3 separate regions of the Mus musculus genome follow, and regions 1 and 3 are each linked to region 2. Evidence: chromatin contacts called from public HiChIP or PLAC-seq data. All regions are on one chromosome and are shown on one strand. The core of a region is the stretch at or near the end of the contact, and the rest is flanking DNA. Distances in the headings are between cores, read along the strand shown.

The links. HiChIP or PLAC-seq counts read pairs in DNA pulled down with a chosen protein or histone mark.
Region 1: a contact with region 2 is called in an H3K27ac HiChIP or PLAC-seq map of embryonic stem cells, with 9 read pairs. The contact joins the enhancer-like site here to the promoter of Lrp12 in region 2. A contact is called at or near these places in 1 of 15 datasets of contacts at CTCF or cohesin (CD8 T cells), 12 of 484 Hi-C or Micro-C datasets (ECoMG-derived neutrophils, the HL-1 cell line, the P5424 cell line and 7 more), 9 of 115 datasets of contacts at active chromatin or transcription factors (the 230-238 cell line, bone marrow-derived dendritic cells, bone marrow-derived macrophages and 2 more) and 1 of 9 other capture datasets (adipose tissue).
Region 3: a contact with region 2 is called in an H3K4me3 HiChIP or PLAC-seq map of bone marrow-derived macrophages, with 4 times the contacts expected there. The contact joins the enhancer-like site here to the promoter of Lrp12 in region 2. A contact is called at or near these places in 1 of 39 promoter capture datasets (liver), 1 of 15 datasets of contacts at CTCF or cohesin (the NIH/3T3 cell line), 3 of 484 Hi-C or Micro-C datasets (cortical neurons and nephron progenitors), 8 of 115 datasets of contacts at active chromatin or transcription factors (the 230-238 cell line, the SCID.adh cell line, bone marrow-derived macrophages and 2 more) and 1 of 9 other capture datasets (adipose tissue).

The regions. Positions count from the first base shown.
Region 1 is chr15:40,016,734-40,020,510 of GRCm38.p6, forward strand. No RefSeq gene overlaps it. Among named protein-coding and RNA genes, the nearest start is that of Gm33251, 27 kb to the right of the region's middle. Within about 2 kb of position 2,243, at least 36 of the 459 cell types and tissues checked have an H3K27ac peak or open chromatin away from gene starts, as enhancers often do. A contact at or near this core is called in embryonic stem cells, where this site is marked.
Region 2 is chr15:39,942,233-39,946,062 of GRCm38.p6, forward strand. Lrp12 (low density lipoprotein-related protein 12) reads right to left here and starts at 1,762. Exons shown (of 7, transcript NM_172814.4): 1 at 1,372-1,762. The coding sequence starts at 1,450.
Region 3 is chr15:40,066,381-40,070,293 of GRCm38.p6, forward strand. The region is part of intron 2 of Gm33251 (predicted gene, 33251); the gene reads left to right. Among named protein-coding and RNA genes, the nearest start is that of Gm33251, 23 kb to the left of the region's middle. Within about 2 kb of position 1,416, at least 14 of the 459 cell types and tissues checked have an H3K27ac peak or open chromatin away from gene starts, as enhancers often do. A contact at or near this core is called in bone marrow-derived macrophages, where this site is marked.

The DNA of each region.
Region 1 (3,777 bases), core at 993-3,492, 75 kb after region 2:
ACCCTTCATGGTCCAAACCCATCAAACTCCATGGGAGCCACTTAGAGACAGGCTTTCCCAGTCTGAGACTCCTCTATAGACCAGGTTGATCTCAAACTCAGAGATCCACTTGCCTCTGCCCTCTGACTGCTGCGATTAGAGTTATGCTTTAGCTAGCCTGGATGAAGCAAGAGATTCTTATTGCAACATAGGGGATAAAGATACAAGGATGTCGAACACAAATTGGGATCCAATGACTCACTTTTTACAATAACTCTTTTAGAGGTTTGGAAAACATTTTACATTTCTTTCTGGAGAGATGCAGACATTTCCTCCTGTGTTGAGGGGAGCCTTATAAATGAAGTCTTAGTAGCAAATGTGTCCACCATCCCAGAGTTCTGCAGACATGGCAGTTCACTGGTAAAGAATGAGGTGGGGTGGCGGGAGTGGGGAGTGGGTGAGGTGTGTGTGTATGGGGTTGGCCTCACTCTGCAGAGATGGCAATTATCTTTCCCCTGTGAGTGAGTCAGTCCACAAACTGGAGTTTCATTTTCCATGTCTGGATAACCTCTTAAAGTTGTCAACTCTTTAGAGTGTTAGAATTAAAACATTTAGTGTGGTTCCTAGCACATAGCAGGGGCCATCATACGATGAAAGTGATTTTTAGGAGGCATTTCTAAAGCCTCAATTGTTGTCAGGGCATAGAAATTAAATTGATGCTTATTTTTTGAGCACTTGCTAAATACAGGTACCATAAAAGCTCACATTTCTTATGAATTACTTTACTTTTTAATATTCTAAATGGATGTTACCAGGAGGCAGCATAGATTAATCAATTGAGGATCAAGAAAAATTATAAACAAGAAACTCAAAGTTGAAAAAAAAAAGTCTTGTATCTGTACTAGTAAACATAGTAGGGTTCTTGGGGAGAAATTGATTAGCTGTGATCTTTCTTGGTGGATAAAACGATGGGGGATGCTGAGACACAGCCACTTGGAAAGACCAAGGACCGTGACAGCAGACCTCCATTTAATCATTAGCCACTTCTGTTTCTTTTGAAGGCTCCAGCATCTGGCACCTTTTCAGGTTCTGACGTCTGGGTCTTTTGTAGTTCTGATCTTGCAAGAGACGGTTTATATTTAATAGTACACTTCAAAACAACGGAAAGAATCTTAAACAGTCTGTAGAACTGGCAACTTTGCTTTTTATGAGGAGATTTTTTCATTCTTTAAATATTTATCATGTATTTACGATACATTTTTTCCCCTTCTTTTTCTGATGCTCACTGTTTTCTGCAAACGTCTGAGTTAATGAAGATCTTTTCCCACTGCAAACAAGTGCAGAGGTAGTTGGGCTTGAGGCATGATTTGATCTGTAGAACAAACGATGCCACCAGGAAGCCTTTCTCCCACTCTCTAAGCTCCTTTCCTCCGTGTTAACACCATTCCAAGGCAAGCACTCCCACAGGGCTACGAGAGAAGAGGCTGAGCAACAGCTTTAGGCTTAAGCGACTTCCCGCTCAGCTGCTGCAACCGAAGTGAACTACTTTTTCTGATAGCGAAAGTCTGAGCTGGCTTCCATCAGTGCAGATTGGGGTGGGTAAGTATGCTCACCCCTCAAGGGGGAGGCTTCCTGCTCATCAGATTCCTCCAATGAGGCCAAATGCGACACTGGTCAAACTCAAAAGAGCCAAGCAAACTGCCACAATAGTGGAACTAAAGTTTATCACACAATTAGTTCAGTTAGTTTACTTGAGATAGCCGTAACACTTAAGATACTAAAGCTGTAAGAAGAAACTTTAGGCAAGTCGTATTTAAAAGTGTAATTGAGCGAGTGATGATTTGCTAATTGGCAGCCCTTCAAACCAACAGAGGTTCCCAGAAGTTCTATCCCAGAAAATGGGTACAACAGGAAATAGAAGTGAGGTGGAGGCTGCTGGCCTTTCCTGAGTAGTGTCTTGTGCTGTGCAGTTTCAAGGTCAAAGCCCTGCCTGATTGTTGCTGAGGGCAGGGCATTGTTCAAAGAGCCTCTTCTTTGGTCTATTTTGTGGGTTTAATAACGCAGTGCTCTTCCTAAATGCTACCTAGTGAACAAGGTTACAGCTTCAGCAGACTGTACTGAATATGCCGAAATTTTGTCACAGACACATACACAGCTTGATTGATTATAGCTCAGAATGTCTCTCATTCGAATGCAGCCAGCTGGCCACGCACAAGTGACGGAAGCTGGACTGCTACCATTAGCTGAGACAGCTGCTTGTTAAGGAGACTAACAAAGGGAAAGGAGAGAGCCGAGGGCAGGGGCTGTGAGGTGCAGCGACAGGGACAAGGACAGAGGTGTGGGGTGGGGGTGGTGAGAACAGTGGAGAAGAAGAAGAAATAAGAGCCGTCTAATGATAGTCATAAGATGCTACAATGAAATCTATTTCTGCGCATGCTAATGCAGCAACTTAATAAAATATAAACTTAAAATGATACATAGTATCTGTTAACTTTTCAGTGTATGTTGAGGTCTCCTCAGGGCAGTTTGCGGGTTAGTTTATCAGTGCACACCGAGGCATCTTTCTCTTCCTTTCCCATGTCATCACCTGGCATGTCTTCGATTATTAATTGTGTGAAGAGGTCAGCTCAGGAACTTTAGAAAATTCCACAGGACCTCTCCCCTCCTAGAAGAGAAAGGTCATAGGCACCCTTCCCCTCCGGAAGGGTGGGGCTAATTACATTCCTCAGAGCACCTGAAGGAGAGACAAACCATCTGCGGGTAGGGGAGGCCCAGAGCTTGTAGCCACCTACCTCATTCCCTAAAGACCAATCAGTTTAAAAGTCACACTGTTCTGCCAATCACATTGTGCCTAATGGCTGCTGCCTGGAGAACTGTATAAAGGCTCACCGAATGGGCTGCGCGTGGTTGTTCTCTCTCCGTACGCAGGGTGACCCCAACATGTTGGAACAATAAATTCCTCTTGCTTTTTGCATCGATTCCTGGCTCTGAGTCCTTCATTAGGGAGTCCCCAGTAAACTAAGGCTTGCCAGAGTCTTACACTACCTCCTAACTGAACCGCTCTCAACATTAGAGCCAAAAGTCACCTTTGTGGTTGATTCTCTCTCTCTCTCTCTCTCTCTCTCTCTCTCTCTCTTGCTCTCTCTCTCTCTCACCCTTACTATCTCTTATTTCATTGGAAATTAAGTATCTTTTCTCTCTGATATGCATGTCATAGACACACAGACATACAAGTAATCAATGAAAAAACAAAGTCAAAAATCAACATTTAATTCTCTCTATCTCTGTCTTTCTCTGTCTCTGTCTCTATCAGTGTGTCTCTCCATCTCTCTCTCATTGTGTGTGTGTGTGCATATGTGTATGTGTGTGTGTACATGCTCTTGTGAAAGAGAGATGGTTCTCAGAAATTCTTGGCATTTTTCCAGTATATTTTTTACATATAACAGCAATATTTCCATATCAGCTGACTTACTGACAAAATAAGAAATTAGTGAGTCAACATGTGCTCAGGCCAATGGGACCCTTTCACCAAAATCTGACTAAAGGCATCATTACAGTTGGAGAAAAACAAGAATTGAGAAGCAGTATCCTGATACATTGGTTTCATAAGGGAATTTCTTAACCTATTTCTAGACCATGGTTAAAACCACATGTGCTGCTGATAGATGAAATAGATAGTATCCTGTTGGCTCCAGAATGAATTAATATGTGAAATTCCTGCCAAATCATTGCATGCCAAGTCCTCAGATGATCTGGGTGAGATGGAAATGCCTAGCAGAGCAGATATGTACTGTTTTT
Region 2 (3,830 bases), core at 512-3,011:
ATAACACACCACGTGTGAACTACACTGAAAATATTACTATTTCTTAGCCATCATGAAATGCCAATTTACATTCATTATATTTTTCATATAATGAGAATTCTCAAGGTTTGAAAGTTACCATCATATTTAATTCCACAGATAAATACTTTCGAGATAGGGTTTCTCTGTATAGCCCTGGCTGGCTGTCCCAGAACTCACTCTGTAGACCAGGCTGGCCTCGAACTCAGAAATCCGCCTGCCTCTGCCTCTGCCTCCCAAGTGCTGGGATTAAAGACAAATACTTTCAAAAGAGGTGCTACCATATGCTGGGGAATTATATGCTACAGAAACCACCGCCACTATACTACTGAATTAGTATTTGTGGCAAATGAAGTGGACTTTTTATAAGTAAAAATACCCGCCCCCCCCCCCGTAGCTTCTGTTTGTTTTTCTGGAGAAATCAAACCATTACTCCAAAATGGAAATGTTAATTGTGTTCTCTGCAATATCCATTCAAGGAGTTAACTCATGAGAACTAAGAATGGTGAAGTCAGAGCCCAAGCTGAGGTCTCAGTGGTGAGCAGTCCTCTTAATTTCCTTTAGTTCTAGTTCATACAAAGCACGGTCGTGACACACAATCAGACTGCAATCCGTAAAGTAGTGTCCCTAACCAGATCGCAGACCGGAATGAGGCAAGAGTCACAACAGCATCAGAGGGCACAGATGAAATGATAAGTGAACTGGGAGTCAAGGCAGACTTGTACGTCCCAATAGAGAAAGACTGAGGTGGGGCTGGAAACTATTTTCTGGCCTTCTCTCCAGTGCAGCTACTGGGGAACGAGATCCTACACGCCCGAGACCCACAGAGCCCCAGGCGCAGAGGTGGAGGGGTGGGAAGGAAGCAATCGGGGTGCTTTTGGAGGGAATGGGGACTAAGAGAGATGGGCACGACAGCAATTTCACTGAGAAGAGAACTTCCTGCCTCGGGAAGGATCTGGGACAGGACCGTCCCGGAGGCGACCTCCCCTTCGTAGTCTCACGGTCACATCTTTGTGCGCGAGGACTGTACAGCCGGCAGCGAGCGCTAGAGGAGCGAGCCGCCGGGGGCCTCGCGCCGGGCTGGGGAGTTTTCCCGCACGCCGTCGCTCCGCAGGGACCCCTGGCTCGGACCGGCCCGCCTCCATCGCTCCGAAGGATCGGCGGCGGCCAGAGGACCCCAGCATCCCCGCGGGCAGACAACCCTCCCCGCACCATCCCGCGTGGGTCTTTGTCCCGTCGGCAACCCAGGTCTCCCCGGGTCGCCCAAGCACAGCCCGTCCTGGAGGCCCGGGGGGCCCCCGGGGTCGCCCCAGCTTTGTTCGGTCAGAGGGGCGCAGGGAGGTGGACACTTACCGTACACCCCAGCGAGGAAAAGCAAGAGCCACGCCGACCCCCGCCGCTGAGACTCTTTTGTGCTCCAGCGACGGGCCATACCCACGGCAGATGGAGGGAGCGAGGAGATGGAGGAGGAGGAGCTGGGGCCAGACGCCGCCGCCGCCGAGCCCCTGGCTGCTCCCTGCGCGCTCCGCGGCGGCGGAGGGGGAGGGGCGGGGCCGCCCGCGCGCGCTCCCTCCCGCCGGCCCTGCGTCGGTCGCGCGAGCCCCTAGCGGGCCGGCCTTCCCGGGGGCAGGGACGCGCAGCGCGCGCGCCAGCCGCAGGCGACAGGGCCGGCAACTGCGGGGCTCCGGCCTCGCGCCGCACAACCAGCCGGCGCCGCCACCCGCCAGACTGAGCGCGAGCCGGCACCGGCGCTCATCCGTGCACTCGGCAATCCCCTGGCCCGCCTGTCTTGGTTCCCGCCCCGCGCTTCCCTGGACTCGGCCGAGCTCGGGCGGATTTCGCCGCGCCTGGAGCCGGAGTAGCGAGGCAGTGCCAATCGATGTGCGAGCACGCGAACGCCGGCCGCTGGGTTCCAGGGGCTCGAGGGCTGGAGTGGGGAGTAAGGAGGGGGGAGCGGGACGGCGGGGATGTGCTCTGACCGAGCTCCGCCGCAGTCCCCGGCCTTGGTGTTGTGCCCTCCCCGGAGATCCTCTAGGCTGATGAGCTACGCGTGGAGGGAAGAGGGGTGGGAACTTAGAAGTCCGTTGCTAAGACCCCCGACCTTGCCGGCTCCGCTTGAATTTGGCTCTGAAAGAGTGAATGGGTCGTAGGTCCCTGTGGATAACCTGATGTAGAATCTCAGCCAAAGGATCTGGGGATACATCCGGCCGGGCTACAGGGTCTGTGCTTCTAATCTGGCAGGGAAGACGCAGGAGACCCTTTTGACACTCGGGTGGGGTGGAGTGGACCTGGGACGTGGAAAGAGGGATATCCCTGACCCCCCCCCGCCCCCCCCCGCCCTAAGCCTCTTCTCAGCTCCTAACAAGTATGACACTTCTTTCCCTTAAGTACCCATAGAGCTTCTGTCTGTAGTGACACACTGGCACTTCCACCTTTTTAAAGTGTCGTCTGCACTGTTTTGCCTGCTGTCCTTGCCATTTACAGGCACTGTCCACTATTCGCTGAAGATCAGCAGTGCCCTATGCTGTACTGTTGACACAGGCTATCTTTGTTTCCCGACAATCTTGTGAGATGAATATTATCCACGTTTTAGATAAGCTAATGAGACTCAAAGAGGTTAAATTATCCCAAAGGAGTTATCAAGTAAATCTACGGACTTTGTTTCCCCCATCCCAAAGTCAAGCACTTTCACACTAGCAGGAAACTCAAGCAAAATGCTTAGTACCCATCAGTTACATTAAATTTTAGTATATGCCTGGGGAGGTACATTAGAGTTTTCCTGTATCTCTTGCTTATTTGACCCTTTAGTGACCCCCTGAAATTATATGTCAGAAGAGAAAAGTTAATGCTTAAGAAATCTTTTACAAGATGGCAATAAACAAAAGTCCTGAACCGGGATTTTTTTTTTCTATTCTTTTTTGAGAACACAGCAATTTTGTTGTTCCTGATTCTGCAATCAGCAGATATGATTCCTTGTTTTATGACACTACACTCTGATCGCTGTTTTTGTTTGTTTGTTTGTTTTGTTTTTTGTTTTTTCCCAGAGCTTTTTCTGTTCATTGAATTTGTGTCAGGCCACAAACACAATGAAAAAGTAGACTGTACTGCATTCGTCTCCCACCCCATCACTTTCAGTACCATTCAAGGAACTCTGTCCCAAGAGGAGACACATGGTGCCCCCCACCCCCAGGACCCTTTCGCCTGCACTCCTCCACAAACACTTGTTCATCTACTGAGTGGCCTCTTCGACTGTCAAATAATCAATCTTTTGTTTTCTAAGCCCCTTTAGCCTTCTTAAATTTTAATGAGGACTCTGGAGAACTTCTACTTAGAAATTAAAATGGAAGCTTTAACTATTTTTAGTTCTTTTCAAATAAAACATAAGAATCCATGTTACCATCTCTAAAGCAAATAGGAAAGTGGTGTAGTTTCTCTCTTTGCAGACCTTCCTTGTGTCTGTCTGGCTGAAAACATCTGGATTCCCATATCTGTTTCCGAAGCCAATCTGTTACAGTATGTTGTTTTGGTTGAAGTATATTAAGAAATTTAGACCAAAAAACAAACAAACAAAAAACAGGCAGTGGTGGCGCACACCTTTAATCCCAACACTTGGTAGGCAGAGGCAAGCAGACTTCTGAGTTTGAGGCCAGCCTGATCTACAGAGTGAGTTCCAGGACAGCCAGGGCTATACAGAGAAACTCTGCCTCGAACCCCACCCCCACCCCCGAAAAAAAGAAAGAAATTTAGAATCATAGAGATCTGCAAATTGCAAAAAACAAAACAAAAACAAAACAAACAAAAAACAAAACAAA
Region 3 (3,913 bases), core at 166-2,665, 120 kb after region 2:
ACGTTCTTCCTGCCTTTAGCTAACTCTGTGCAGGGGGATGTGGCAAAGCGTTCCATCCCCTGACTCCAGCTTCCTTAAGGATTATTTCAAAGGCTGGGTAGCAATGAAGACTAATAAGTAGCATAGACTAGAAAGTCAGAATAGGAAGCCGTTGGTATCAAACCCAGCGTTACCTTCTGATACCGACTTTGGATACCTCCATTGTGAAGCAGAGGCCAAGCACCTGCCCTCATGGGCTGCTTCTCAGGCCTGAGTAAGGTAACGATCATGAACATAGTTGGTATGTTGCACACAGCTGTGGCAGAATTATGACAGTAATATAGGTTATTTATTATGGGTCACGGGTTTGTGCTTGCGAGCAAGGAGTTACCATTACTTTGAAAATATTTTTAGTTCTTCTACAGAGTGATGTTTACAGCTGCATCCAAAACACAGGAGCACAGGACTGTGTTTGTTCCACTTCTGGGCATGCCATTAGGCATCTTTTAGCGGCAGAGCAATTTAGCTGGGCTCAGAGTGCAGATGCCAAACTGCTGTGCCAACCCCACGGGCGGAACAGTTTCTCCTCACTTTCCAGACCACTGTCTGAATGAATTTCTTATTTGTCCTCAGTTTGCTGTGCTGGGATTTCCCCAGATAACCAACTGAAGTCAGAATGTGGCATTAGCATCTAGGTCATTTAAGGCATCTTGGAGGAAGTCTGCACAGAAAAATTTAAAAGAGCTTAAGATTTTAAGCTCCCATGATAATGGACAATGGCTCAGTGGGACTCTATTAAGGGACTAGGCTGAGGTAAAGTGGCTTCTTTGGGAATTCTCTGGCAGGTTGAGAGCATTCATTTCAAGGAGGAACAAGATGATATTTCCTGGGGGGAACTACTGCATAGCCATGAACAGTCTATGGAATCCTGAGGACCCCATCTCCACTTAATTCATACAGTGTTGAAAAAATTATTTTGGTTGAACCCTGCAGGAGTTCGAAAGCATTCCTCAAAGGCCCTGGAAGGTTACATAGCCCAGAGGGAGTTGAAAACTAAATTGAATTCTTTAGCTTTACAATTTCTTTCCCCGGCTGGAGCTTGCACCTTACATTATTTAACACACTTTGGAGTACTAGCCTCTTTCCTCCTCTTAAGTCCCAGATAAGCCATAACTAATACTTAAAGAATTATGGATTCATAGAATAGACAGCTTAAAATAAACATAAAGATGCTTGCAATTCTCATGGAAAATAACAACTGTCTATTCCAAGGACTAAAAATATGCCCCTAGACCAGAGTTCTAAATCTTTTCCAGGGGAAGCCAGGCTGCTAAGCAAGTTAATTATATTGTCCTATGCGTCAGAGAGAAGGTCACACGACGCTTTCAAATGCCTATTGCAGCTCTTTGCATTATAAAAATTGCACTCTCATCAGAGTAACAATCAAGCTATCCCTCTTTTGGTCACCACTTCCTTTCATGTGTTCAGAAACTGCAGCTCACATTCCATAGCCTGGTGAAATTAAAGAAGACAGAAAAGGAGGAGCAGATGGGTGTCCAGGCAACCTACTTCCCCCACAAGAAGGGCTAGGACTTTTCTAGTAGAAAGGTCTGGAGGTGTAACCAAAGATACACCTTGTCTAAACTCAGGTGCCATTTAAAAAGAACCACAGGTCCCAACCGTCACCAAACTCCAGGTTTGCAGAGTAGATGCACATAAATGGAGTCTGTTGTTGAAGAAGTGTCCCTGTCACTTGCTTATCTTTAATAATGAGAATCTCCCCTATTCCTTCTCCTTCAGCCTTCTTCCTCCACAGCTTCCTATGAATTTGCTCTTTGCTCTTTGATTGGCACACTTGGCTCTGCCTGCTCCTCTGACCCCGCCCCCTTCTTCTCTGATTTGCCTTCCCATCTGCCTGTAACCTACTCACATAAGTACTTCACCTTCTCTGATCATTTCACCTCTCTCTTCAATGATGAAAGGGGAAAAAATAGGCTGCAAGGAAGTTGCAGTTTGGATACCTGATTCTCCGTATTCTCCAGTGCCTCTTATTGTTATTGGGAACATCATTATTCTGTTTTTATTTTCATTTCCTACAGATGACAGTATGCTTTAAAATAGTCAAAAATAAAGATTATACTTTTAATAAATGACAAAATGTGGTCTGTATAAAGAAAAAGTCTGGCAGAAAGTGGCTTTAGAAAGAACCAAGAAGTTATGTGTCAGAGGTAGGTGGAATTCTGAGCTTCCACAAATGTCTGCTCCCCAGGGCTCTTCACTGAGGTGGGCAGCACAAATCAGGTCAGGGAAGATGCACCTACTGTTTCAGCACTTTGGGTAAGCATTGAACACTCCAGGGCTGGCCTTGTGGACTCTGGACTTCTGCCTTTCTGCCTAGGACATTTCTAGTGGCACTGGAGATTAATTTATGGATAGGTGTAGCCTCTTACATATCTTCACTATTGAACCAAATAATCAGAAATCCATTGAACTCAAGATTGTCTTGCATTTTGATTAGATGGTCAGGATTTTACCTTGCATTTTAATTAGATGGTCAGGGATTTACCGTAATGTAGGGTCCAACTAGCTCATGTTACAACAGACAAGTTTCAACCAATTACATTCACATAACAGATCAAAGCCTCAAGAAGGCAAATCTCACATCTTTTCTGTGTTCAAAATGAGGCAAACAGCTCCCTGCAGTCACTTAGATGAGGCTTCCACTTTCCTTCTGTTTCCATCCTGGAGAAGCTCCTGTTGGGCTCTCTGCCGCCGGGGGCTCTCTGCCGCCGGGGACTCTCGGGAGGTCTCATAATGAAAACCGCCCAGTTCCTCAATCCTTCCTTATAAATACACTGCTACATTTGATGGATTTCTTTTCTTTTCACAGGCCTTTCCCACTTTTGCCTTTTCTTGCTGGTCACGGACTTACCGATGATCTACTCTCAAGCACTACAGTATATGTTCGTGAGAAAACCCTGACCATTACCAGCCCCCTCCCCACAGTCTGGTCTACCTGCCCTGGTCATTAGCTTACTAGTGGCATCAGTGTTCTAGAATTCCCTTGCATGCTCTTGAATACCCTCTTTCCTCCCATTTGCATGATGATTGCACTCTGCATATATTCTCCCTGCAAGGTTCCCCGGACTTTGTCTCCTACTTTACTTGTTTTAAGGGATTGATTGTCTTAGTAATTATTCTTATAGAAAAGGACAGAGTTTAGTGGTTCTGTTTTTTAGTTCATCTTTCATTCTTCTGATAATTCCTGAAATTCTGAAATACAATTTTTATGATTCTCCATCCTACATGTTACTGTTTGCTGCTCACGGTTGCACAATATTGAAGAGTCCCATCACTGTAACCTACATGGCTTTCTAGCCTCATTCCCCTTCCTAGGCTACCTTATTCTCTCCACAGACCAATCTGCTTTGTTGATGGGATAGCTCCTCTAAAACCCTCTTCAACCCTTGAACCTGCTTTAAATTGCCAGCATTTATGCTTGGGATCAAACTATTTCCTTTATGTCAATATTAGTTACTTTTCTGTTCTTTAGTGAAACACCACAACCAAAAGCAATTTATGGAAGAGTTTACCGGGGTTTATAGTTACAGAGGGATAAGAGTCCGTCCTGGTAGTAGAAGAGTACGCAGCAGCAAGGGCAGGCATGTTTAGAGGAGCAGGAAGCTGAGAGATCACAGAAAGAGCAAACTGGAAATGGGGTGAGGCCCACTCACAGAGAGTTACTTCTGTAGACTAAATTATTACTTTCTGTATATATTAATGCTGAAATGAATATGGTGGCAATTATTCCTTAACGAACATTTTCACAAATAACCCCACAGAGACCTTTTAATACTTCAAAGCCTTAGGCCTTAGCTGGGCAGACTCTCAAATAGTTCATCTAAGTCAACCCAAACACCTAGCCTCATCCAGC